Linked DNA regions of Gossypium hirsutum: region 2 is linked to region 1. Evidence: chromatin contacts called from public Hi-C data. All regions are on one chromosome and are shown on one strand. Each heading gives the region's core, a stretch centred on a gene start, on an enhancer-like site or on the middle of the called end of the contact. The rest is flanking DNA. Distances are from core to core; before and after follow the strand shown.

Region 1 (4,606 bases), core at 323-2,822:
CTTCTTTTCGTCAAAAATATGCGGCACAGCACCCAATTTTCCACTGCCACCACATGGTTCTGCATACATAGGCTTTAATACAAATCATTAATTTGACTGACCAACAAACATAGCATCATTAAAACAACAATGTACTGCCATTTCCCCGACTCCAGAGGTTCTGAAATGTGGTTGGGATGAGATGTTTAACTTATGAAAAATGCTCACAACTATAGGTACAGGCAGTAAAGAGCAAAGACCCAAAATTGACCTGAGTTTGGTTCTTCTTATGTGGGGCATTGCAGGTGTCAGCGGTAACAAGGCGATATTCATGCATGATCCAGTCGGTCCTAGTCCCCTGTGGGGGCTTTCCTCTATAGAAAACAAGAGTTTTCTTCATACCCACTACTTGGTTGCCCCTACAACTTACAATTTGTTTGTCAATTCCTGTGGCTTTCCAATATCCTGAAAACGTGGCTCTGTTGGACCTGTTCCCATTGGGATACTTGGCTTCTCTTGTGCTAAAGAAGTACCTCTCTTGCTCCAAATCACCTGATTGATAATACACACAACATAGACCCCAATGTATCAGGCCATCTAATTATGTCTTTAATTTTGTCCTAAAGGCTTCTAATTGTGTAACAGTCATTAGTTACATTCAGAGCTATTACAGAAGGCTGTTTCCATAATTGATACAACAAGTCAATTCCAGAGCTATAGAACAACCTAGAACAAGCTGCTTGCTTTTTATAATGGTATATAGTAGAAGGAAGCAACTTTGAAAGAGTGAGGTGTGAAAGTGTAATTAAGGTAACCAACCTGGCAAGTCCCAAGGATCTGCTTTGCAAACATCAACTTCGGGTATGATAGAGGCAGGTAAGGGCCAAGCAAGCACCTTTCTTCTCAAGTACTGAACGACTAACTCTTCATCAGTAGGATGGAAACGGAATCCAGGAGGCAATCTAAGCACACCGTTGTTTACAAAATTAAGCTTCTCCATCATCCTCAAAAACAGGCAACCAATTAGTCCCAAAAGCACCTGAAAACCAACAACAAGAGTTGGGGTACCGGAAGGAAGGCAGACTTCAAACTCCAAATCGAGCCTACAACCCCACCATCCCACATTGCCTTCTTATACTAGTCCCTCAAAGTTAACAGAGAATATCAACAAGGGGAACAAGAACAAGAACAAGAAAAGAGAAAAAGAAAAGTTGTATGTTATGCGTGTGAGAGAGGCGGGTATTTGAGGGGGGAAAGGGGGGAAAAGAATAAGGACGAGCTATTTTGCGTAAACCATACTCAACCTCCTTGGGCTAAGTAATAAGTTAAAATAAATTTAGGTGTGTTCGAAAAGGTTGATGTTTTTAATCTAAACGGAACCCAATGCCTCCAAACTTCAAGCTTTGTTGTGTTCGACTTGAACCCTTTGCGTAAATGGGAATAACCGTAGCTGTTTAACTCTTTTCCTTCCATGGTTGTCCAAATTGATATTAACTAAAAATTTATTTCCTGTTTGTGTCAGCACCCTTTAGGTAAATCCAGAGTTGTGAGTTTGCAGAGAGACAGCTGGAGTTCACCTAGTTAAAGGACTTCAATTTAATGGTGAGGTAAAGGTCCCAATTAACCTTCATTGACACATTCATGGCCAATTGGTTTGAGGAAATGTGTCAACATCCGCGGCCTTCGCTTTTTACTCGATTTTCTTTGAGATTTTGGTCGCATCATGCTATGCAAATTTTTTACTCAATTTTGAAAACCTAATCTAATTCTCCGTGCCAATGGTGAGTTTCTTTCACCTATACATTGCAATGTGTTAATTAAGTTATTTATTATATATTTTTAAAAAATTTGTAATTTCACACAAACAATAATATAGTTAAGAAATTTTTAAAAAATGTTTATTAAACTATTATCATTTGCTTTAATTTTTTAAAGTTTTAAATATCTCAAAAGTCTCTATATTATTCTTAAATTTAAATTTTAATCTTTATATTTTTTAATTTAAAAATATTGACTTCTCTGCCAATTTTTCCATTAAAATGATTGATTTGACTATTATAAATAAAATAAAATAACTTTTGCAGCCCTCATTATTTACAATTTTATGCTAATTAGGTCCCTTCTCTTTAATAAATTTAAAATTAAATTTTTTTATGTATTTTCAATAAAAATATAAAAAATTATGAAAAATTAAAAGCTCCTTAAATTTTTAAAAGTAAAAATTATTTTAAAATATATGAAAAATTTTAAAAATTTTAAAAAAAATTCAAAATATGATGTTATTTACTTAGATTTATTTATTGGTTGAGCCAAGCCGACTCATTGCTCAAGTTACAAAGACATTCAAGCCCAAAACTATTTTCAGCCCACCATTACCAAAAATTTCATTTCACCGTTAAAAAAAAAATATTAAAAATATTTTTATATTAATATTTTGTAACTAGATTTAATTTAAAATATTTATTATTATTTAAATTGAATTCAAGTTGGCACAGTATGAGACATAAAAAAACTTTGTCTAAGCCCAACTCAAATCGGGTTGATTCAGAGTTTTTATCATTATTTACAAATTATTTTATTCTAATATTTTATATACTTTATAATTAAATTTACATAAAAATATTTTTTATATATAATTAATCTAATTAAAAATAAAAAAATCATTCAAATTTGATTTAATATGAACCAATCTAATAGCACAAAATTTGGAGAGACCTTGTTACAATTCATAAAGTAAATTAATAGACATGTCCATGTAGTAGTTGAACCCGACTTGTACAAGGCTTTTTGTATTTAGGATTGGACTGACTCAAATTTAATTTAAATGATAAAAATATTTTTTTTAAATTAAATTTAATTATAAAATAAAAATAAAAATACATATTTATAATATTTTATTAATTTTTGAACAATGAAATGGATTTTTTAGGTGGGCCAAGCAAAAATGGGTTTGGACTTGAAAACTTTTAGGACTCGAGCATGACCTGATTCATGAATAGGTCTAAGTAAACATTTTGAAATTTTTAACCCAAAAACTATGAGACATGGTGAATAGGATAAGAAATTAAGAATACGTCAATAACAACATTTAACGTATTCGTAAGAAGGGGAAAAGGAAATGCAAAAGTGTTGTCATCTTATTCAAAATGCTCGATCTTATAAGAAGGGAAGTCATTTGTGAAAGTTTCAACTAAAGCTCTCCATGGGTTAGGTCATTTAAAAAGTGAGAGGGTTTGGACAAAAATATAAATCCTAAAAATGAGTTAGTGCAAAAAAATAAGGCCCATTTAGAAAATGGGCCGAGTCTTGGGTAAGGATTTTTTGCTCTAGCCCGGCCCAAATTTGTAAAAAAAAATTGTTGTTTTGCTGTTGTTTTCTCATTGTTTTGTTGCATTCATTTGTTACTATTTTTTTTGGATATTGTATAACTCTTGTTTTATTTTTAATTTTGCTATTATTTTAGAGGCATTTACTTGTTAAGTTGCACTTATCTTAGTGTTAGTTAAGTTTAAAGACTTTTTTAAATTTATTTTCAAATTATTGTGAAACATTTATTTTAATATTTTTAGTGTTTTTGATGTATTATGTTTTAAATTTTTTATATAAAAAATATAATACGTGTAGACACTCAATTTTGCTCGGGCCCAGAAATAAGTCCAAAAACAAAAATAATAAACCCAAAAAAATATGAAGTCCAAGTTCAGTCCAAAATTACAAATATAATTTGGCTCGATCGGAATGGCCCATTACTTGAAAAGATTTAAGGTCCATCTACAAGCTTGACTCATATGGAAATATAATCTTCAATTATATGTAATCTTAGATATGATTGCAATCTTAGATATGATATGCAATCTTAGAAGATATGATTTTGTAATTTTAGAGATTTAATTTGTAGATACCTTTTAATCTTAACTGTTGATGTAATTGATCTGTACCGTTGGATTTGAGGAGGTTCAACTATAAATAGAGGCCTCTCCCTTCATTGTAAACACACTGGAGTTTTGGGAAATAATAAAATTTTTTGAGAGCTTTCACTCAAATTTCTCTCCTTCTTACGTTCTTATTTTCTACGGTATGTTCTTATTTCATTCTTTGTTCATCTTCGTTTTTCAACCCTTTTTATTTTGATTTAATCCATGTTCCCTGATTTTTTTTATATATTTTAATTTTTTAATAATTTTAGTATCATATCAAACTCTTTCATTTTTTAAATTTTTTTTAGTATTACTCTTAGTAAATTATTTTTTAAAATTTTACTCAAATCATTATTTTAAAAAATATATATTTAATTTAATTGTCATATTTTATCCAAAAGTTTTTCTAAAATGAGGTAATGTTTTTCGTATTTAGGAATTCGGGAAATAGTGCCCTAATATGCTGGGTTGCGATTTCTTGTTTGTCTAAATGCCTAAAGTATCCTTCTAAATAGATTTTGTAAATCATGAGATGATTTCAGTTACGAGAGTTTAAGAATATCGTGTCCTATAATGCTAGATGTGATGTTTGTATTCTTTCAGAGCCAAGGAATCTCGATTTTTCAACTTAAATAATTTCGGTTTTAAAAAAGGGGTCCTATTTTTAAATACTTTCAAATTTTTGACATTAAGACAGAAAACTATTCAAT
Region 2 (4,213 bases), core at 416-2,915, 180 kb before region 1:
ACATCACCAATTTTCCTCATCGGACTTTGAGCATCTCAATATTGTAGAACTCAATTGCAATGTCGAAATGTAAAATCATCATTATGTTGCTAGCATTTTACTTTTACTTGGACAATGTCACCAATACCTTCAATTGATCAGTAATAATTTTCTGTATATCTTGTTATATGATCAAGGATGAGCTCGTGATAATTACCAAGAAAGTGGCTACAACATCTTCAAGGGAAACTGAAAAGTGGAGAAGATGAATGAACTTGTTATTTCATCTTTTCAATGAATCTGAGTTGAGTCAATAGTTTCAAGATCCTCTAGGCCCAACATTTTTGTAAAATCAAAAACACTAATCCCCACCCCAAATCAATATCTTCTCATGGTTTTAGTTGTTCTAAATGCTTTTTAGAATGATATTTGATGAGGTTGGCGATGGCATATAATTGATAATTTATGCGATAAATAAATTCTTCTATTTAATTGTGTTTTTGGTGTTCATTTAGCTGATTGGAAAATGTAAAATTGAGGCTAATAACCTTCTAAAAATATTTATATTTTATGTATAATTATTCAAAATTATTTTAAATATCCATGATATAGTATAAAGAACTGGTTTCTAGGTTCTCTTCTCTACCAGCCTTTATAGGTTATACTCGTAAGCTTTTCACGACCAAAACAAATCCATTCACCAAAGCATTACCATAATTATATAAAAGAGTTTCAGAGTAGAATCCATTCCACCGGTTGACAATAATCGTAACCTAAAATTATCAATCCAGACAGATAATGGTTAAAAGACGCAGTCCTCCAATAAGCAGCAGCAACAAAGAGTAGCCAAACTGCAAATACAAACTCCGATTATAAGATTTCATGGTTATCTAGCATAACAGATGAGATCACATAAAGACATAAACATCTCAATGGAAATTGCATTGCTTCATTCATCTAAAAAAGCAGAGATAGAGATTCCATACCACCCCGTCAGGAAGGAAGTGCAACCATTGTGAGTGTAATCATTCCTAGGAGGCAGGCGTGGAGGAAGCAGCCCAGGTGATGATGAAGGGTAGCCCTCATAACAGTAACCTTGATAGCCTGGTTGTGGTGGTGAGGGCGAATGATGAGTACGGGTATATCCAACTGGAGTTGGCGGTGGAGGGAAGTCTGGCCCTGGTGGAGGACAGGGCCCTGTTTTGCACTATAACAGTCAGTTGAATATTCTCATTAACAATCACTATGAATATTTAGAGAGATATATGTTGATATAAACTTTGTTGAGTTGTTCCAGTAGTAAAACAAGGAGCAATTAGGCGCCCTGTATCACTAAAACATTCGATTGAACCAACAAAATAACCAAAACATATAATATTAAGAAAAGAAAGAAGAATGGAAGCAAGTGGGAAGAGCAGCAACCTGAGGGGGTTAGGGGCTGATGAGAAACATGCTGATGGTTATAACTCATTGTTTCAAATTTAGACTCCACTGCGCTCAGGATATAACAAGTAGTGAAAGAAGCGGAAATTTAGTAGGAAGGTTCCCTTAGTTAAAGAATACAACTCCTCCTCCAAACTTGTTCCCCAATATTACAAACAAAGAAAAAACAAAGGGAACCGCGAGTGATGTATGCCACTCTGATTTTTTATTTTTCTAATTACCTAAGAATATATCTCATCTTTTAAATTCCTTTACATCTATCTCATATTTATATGAGAATATATCTTTTAAACTTTTTATTTTATTAATTTTTTCAGTGCTACATTAATCACTCCACCGTTAAAATTGAACGAAATATTCTAATTTCTTTTTTATTTCTTTAATTTTTCTTTTTTCCCTTTTTTTTTCTTATTTTTTCATCTTTTCCCTCCTAACTCAAAATCTTAGCCACCACCTCTCTTAAAAATGTTATCACTTTCTTTGTCAAACCACTATTGGTGAATGTTGTCCTGTCAATGAACGATGTCGAGGGATACTTCATCCTTTTTCTTATTTTCTTTGTTTTTCTCCTTACCCATAGTCACCACTTCTCACCGTCGCTACTATGATCATCCAATGTCTTCTTCGGCATTAGACTACCAATCCAAAATCACCAAGGTAAAGCTCAAAGTCTCCTCTTCACTTTTGTAGGATTAGATTTCTCAAAAAAACCTTACAAAATTATGAGGTTACTCCCAAATCTTTAGAATTTTTGTGCTTCGATCTCTTAATTCCACTATCAATATAGCTTGACCTGATATGTTTTTCTACTTTTGAGCTTGTCGTGAACCCAATTGGGCTTTCCTTGGAGTACAGGAGACAAACCCCGTTCAGGGTATGAGACCAACTCCCCTCAACAATAAGAATGATTAAATTTCAATTTACTCTATATACTTTAAATTTTGACACAATTCGGTATTGAGTGAATTTTTTTTTAATTTCAAAATATCAAACTAGAAAATTTAACAAAATAATTTAACAATGTTAACAAATAAATTTAAATTTTAAATCTGAAATGTAAATGAACTAAATTCCTAGATATAAAAATATGAAGATTAAATTCTAAATATACGAATACAAATACTTTAAATAAATTATAACCTTTAAAATTTAACTCCATAATTTAGAAAGATAAATAATTAACTACGTAAATCAATAGAAAAAGAAGTAGAAAGTAGAGTATTTTGTTTCAATAACTAAAGAAGATGGCATTCGCATGGAAAACAGACAAAATGAACATTGTTGATTTTATTTATCGTAGTAGATATCCTTTTTGTTGACACAAACGAAAAGGTTGGTAATTGATATGTTTAAGTTATATCTAATACCTGTATGACTTCTGATCATTCCAACTTACGGTATGTGTGGCATCGATTCCTGCTCCCACGTGTTGATCCAGTTAGAGGTATAAATACTGTTAGATCTATTTATGAAACGTATAGAATATACGAAGGTTTGGATAAAAGTAAGAGGGCTGAGAAATGACTTTGAACAGAAAAAAAAAAGTTCATTTTAAAATATAGGTTGAGTTTAGGCTTTAATTTTTAAAGATCATCAGCTCGGCCCCACACATTTAAAAGTACTTGTTTCACATAATATAAACAACATACAAAAAGATATTTACAAAACATAATATTATTGTTATAGTATTTCCTGTTACTGACCTAAAACTCGGACATAACCCCGAACAAACTATCCATGCAAAGGAACTTGGGCCCCACAAGACAAAGACATTAAGGGCTCGCAGAGAGAGCTCGGGAGCTAAGTTTGCATGGTACGATAAATACGTGTTAAGTCTAGAGCAGTATATATATTGGCATGCATAGAGCAACCTAGGACGTCATTTCGATCAACAGTAATTATATCTTATAAATACCCGATTCCCCTCGTCAAGAAGACACACAACAAAAACATTCAGCAATTATATTATCTCATTATCAATTACAATAATTTTCCATTTCTCTCTGGTATCATTATTATTTGAATATGATCCTATATTCTTTCTTCAAAGAACCATTGCTTAATGCTCCATCTTTTTTATATATAATTCTAGTTTGTTAATATTAACCCATTTCTTTTTATTGGTATTTTTTCTTAGATATTACTTGATTGATAATTAAAATGCCTAGAATTTTATTCAAGTGATACCTTTATTTCCATCAATAAAATTAACACAAATTTTTTATGTTAATTTTTTAACTAATAGCTGTAATTTAAATTATACTCATAATTATCACAATTTTTTATATTTTATACTTAAAATTCTATTTAAATAATAACCCTAATTTAAAAATAGCACATCTATTTTTTATATCAAAATTTTTAACTAATAGATAAACATAAATTTAGGTATGTAGATGATTGTGTCCTTGTATGTTAGAGAGAAAGATGTCACTCTCTCTGCCACACGTACATAACAAGTGGCTAAATTTAATCCTCACACGCCTTAGAGTGGACATCATTTGATAGAAAGACAACCGACGAAACTGGAAACTTCCTAATAACACCCGGTCAAGAAACCAAAGCTGAATTTCTAATCTACAATTTCACTTTTCTAGAGAATACTTACTTGGATGCAAAGGAAATAAAACACACTTAAATACCTAAATTTCGTGAATTCTCCACTCAACCCCCTAAGCAAATCATCCATTTCATAAATATTAATCCACCAAAATAATTATCCTATCAGTTCAAAGACACCATGTCATCAACACCTACTCAAGAAAACACTAAAGTAGAAGGATCCCAGGAA

What was found. A called contact is a pair of places that touch in the nucleus more often than the background predicts.
Region 2: a contact with region 1 is called in a Hi-C map of leaf, with 3 times the contacts expected there. The contact joins the promoter of LOC121220824 here to the promoter of LOC107886701 in region 1. A contact is called at or near these places in 2 of 34 Hi-C or Micro-C datasets (both in leaf).

What each region holds. Positions count from the first base shown.
Region 1 is chrA03:104,149,212-104,153,817 of Gossypium_hirsutum_v2.1, reverse strand. It overlaps LOC107886701 (NAC domain-containing protein 83), which reads right to left and starts at 1,572. Exons shown (of 3, transcript XM_016810752.2): 1 at 799-1,572; 2 at 251-531; 3 at 1-59. The coding sequence starts at 982.
Region 2 is chrA03:104,332,362-104,336,574 of Gossypium_hirsutum_v2.1, reverse strand. LOC121220824 (cysteine-rich and transmembrane domain-containing protein WIH1) reads right to left here and starts at 1,665. Exons shown (of 3, transcript XM_041100398.1): 1 at 1,402-1,665; 2 at 966-1,176; 3 at 676-830. The coding sequence starts at 1,450. The coding sequence ends at 782. LOC121220823 (a long non-coding RNA gene) reads right to left here. Exons shown (of 2, transcript XR_005918028.1): 2 at 3,978-4,213. It also overlaps the pseudogene LOC121220821.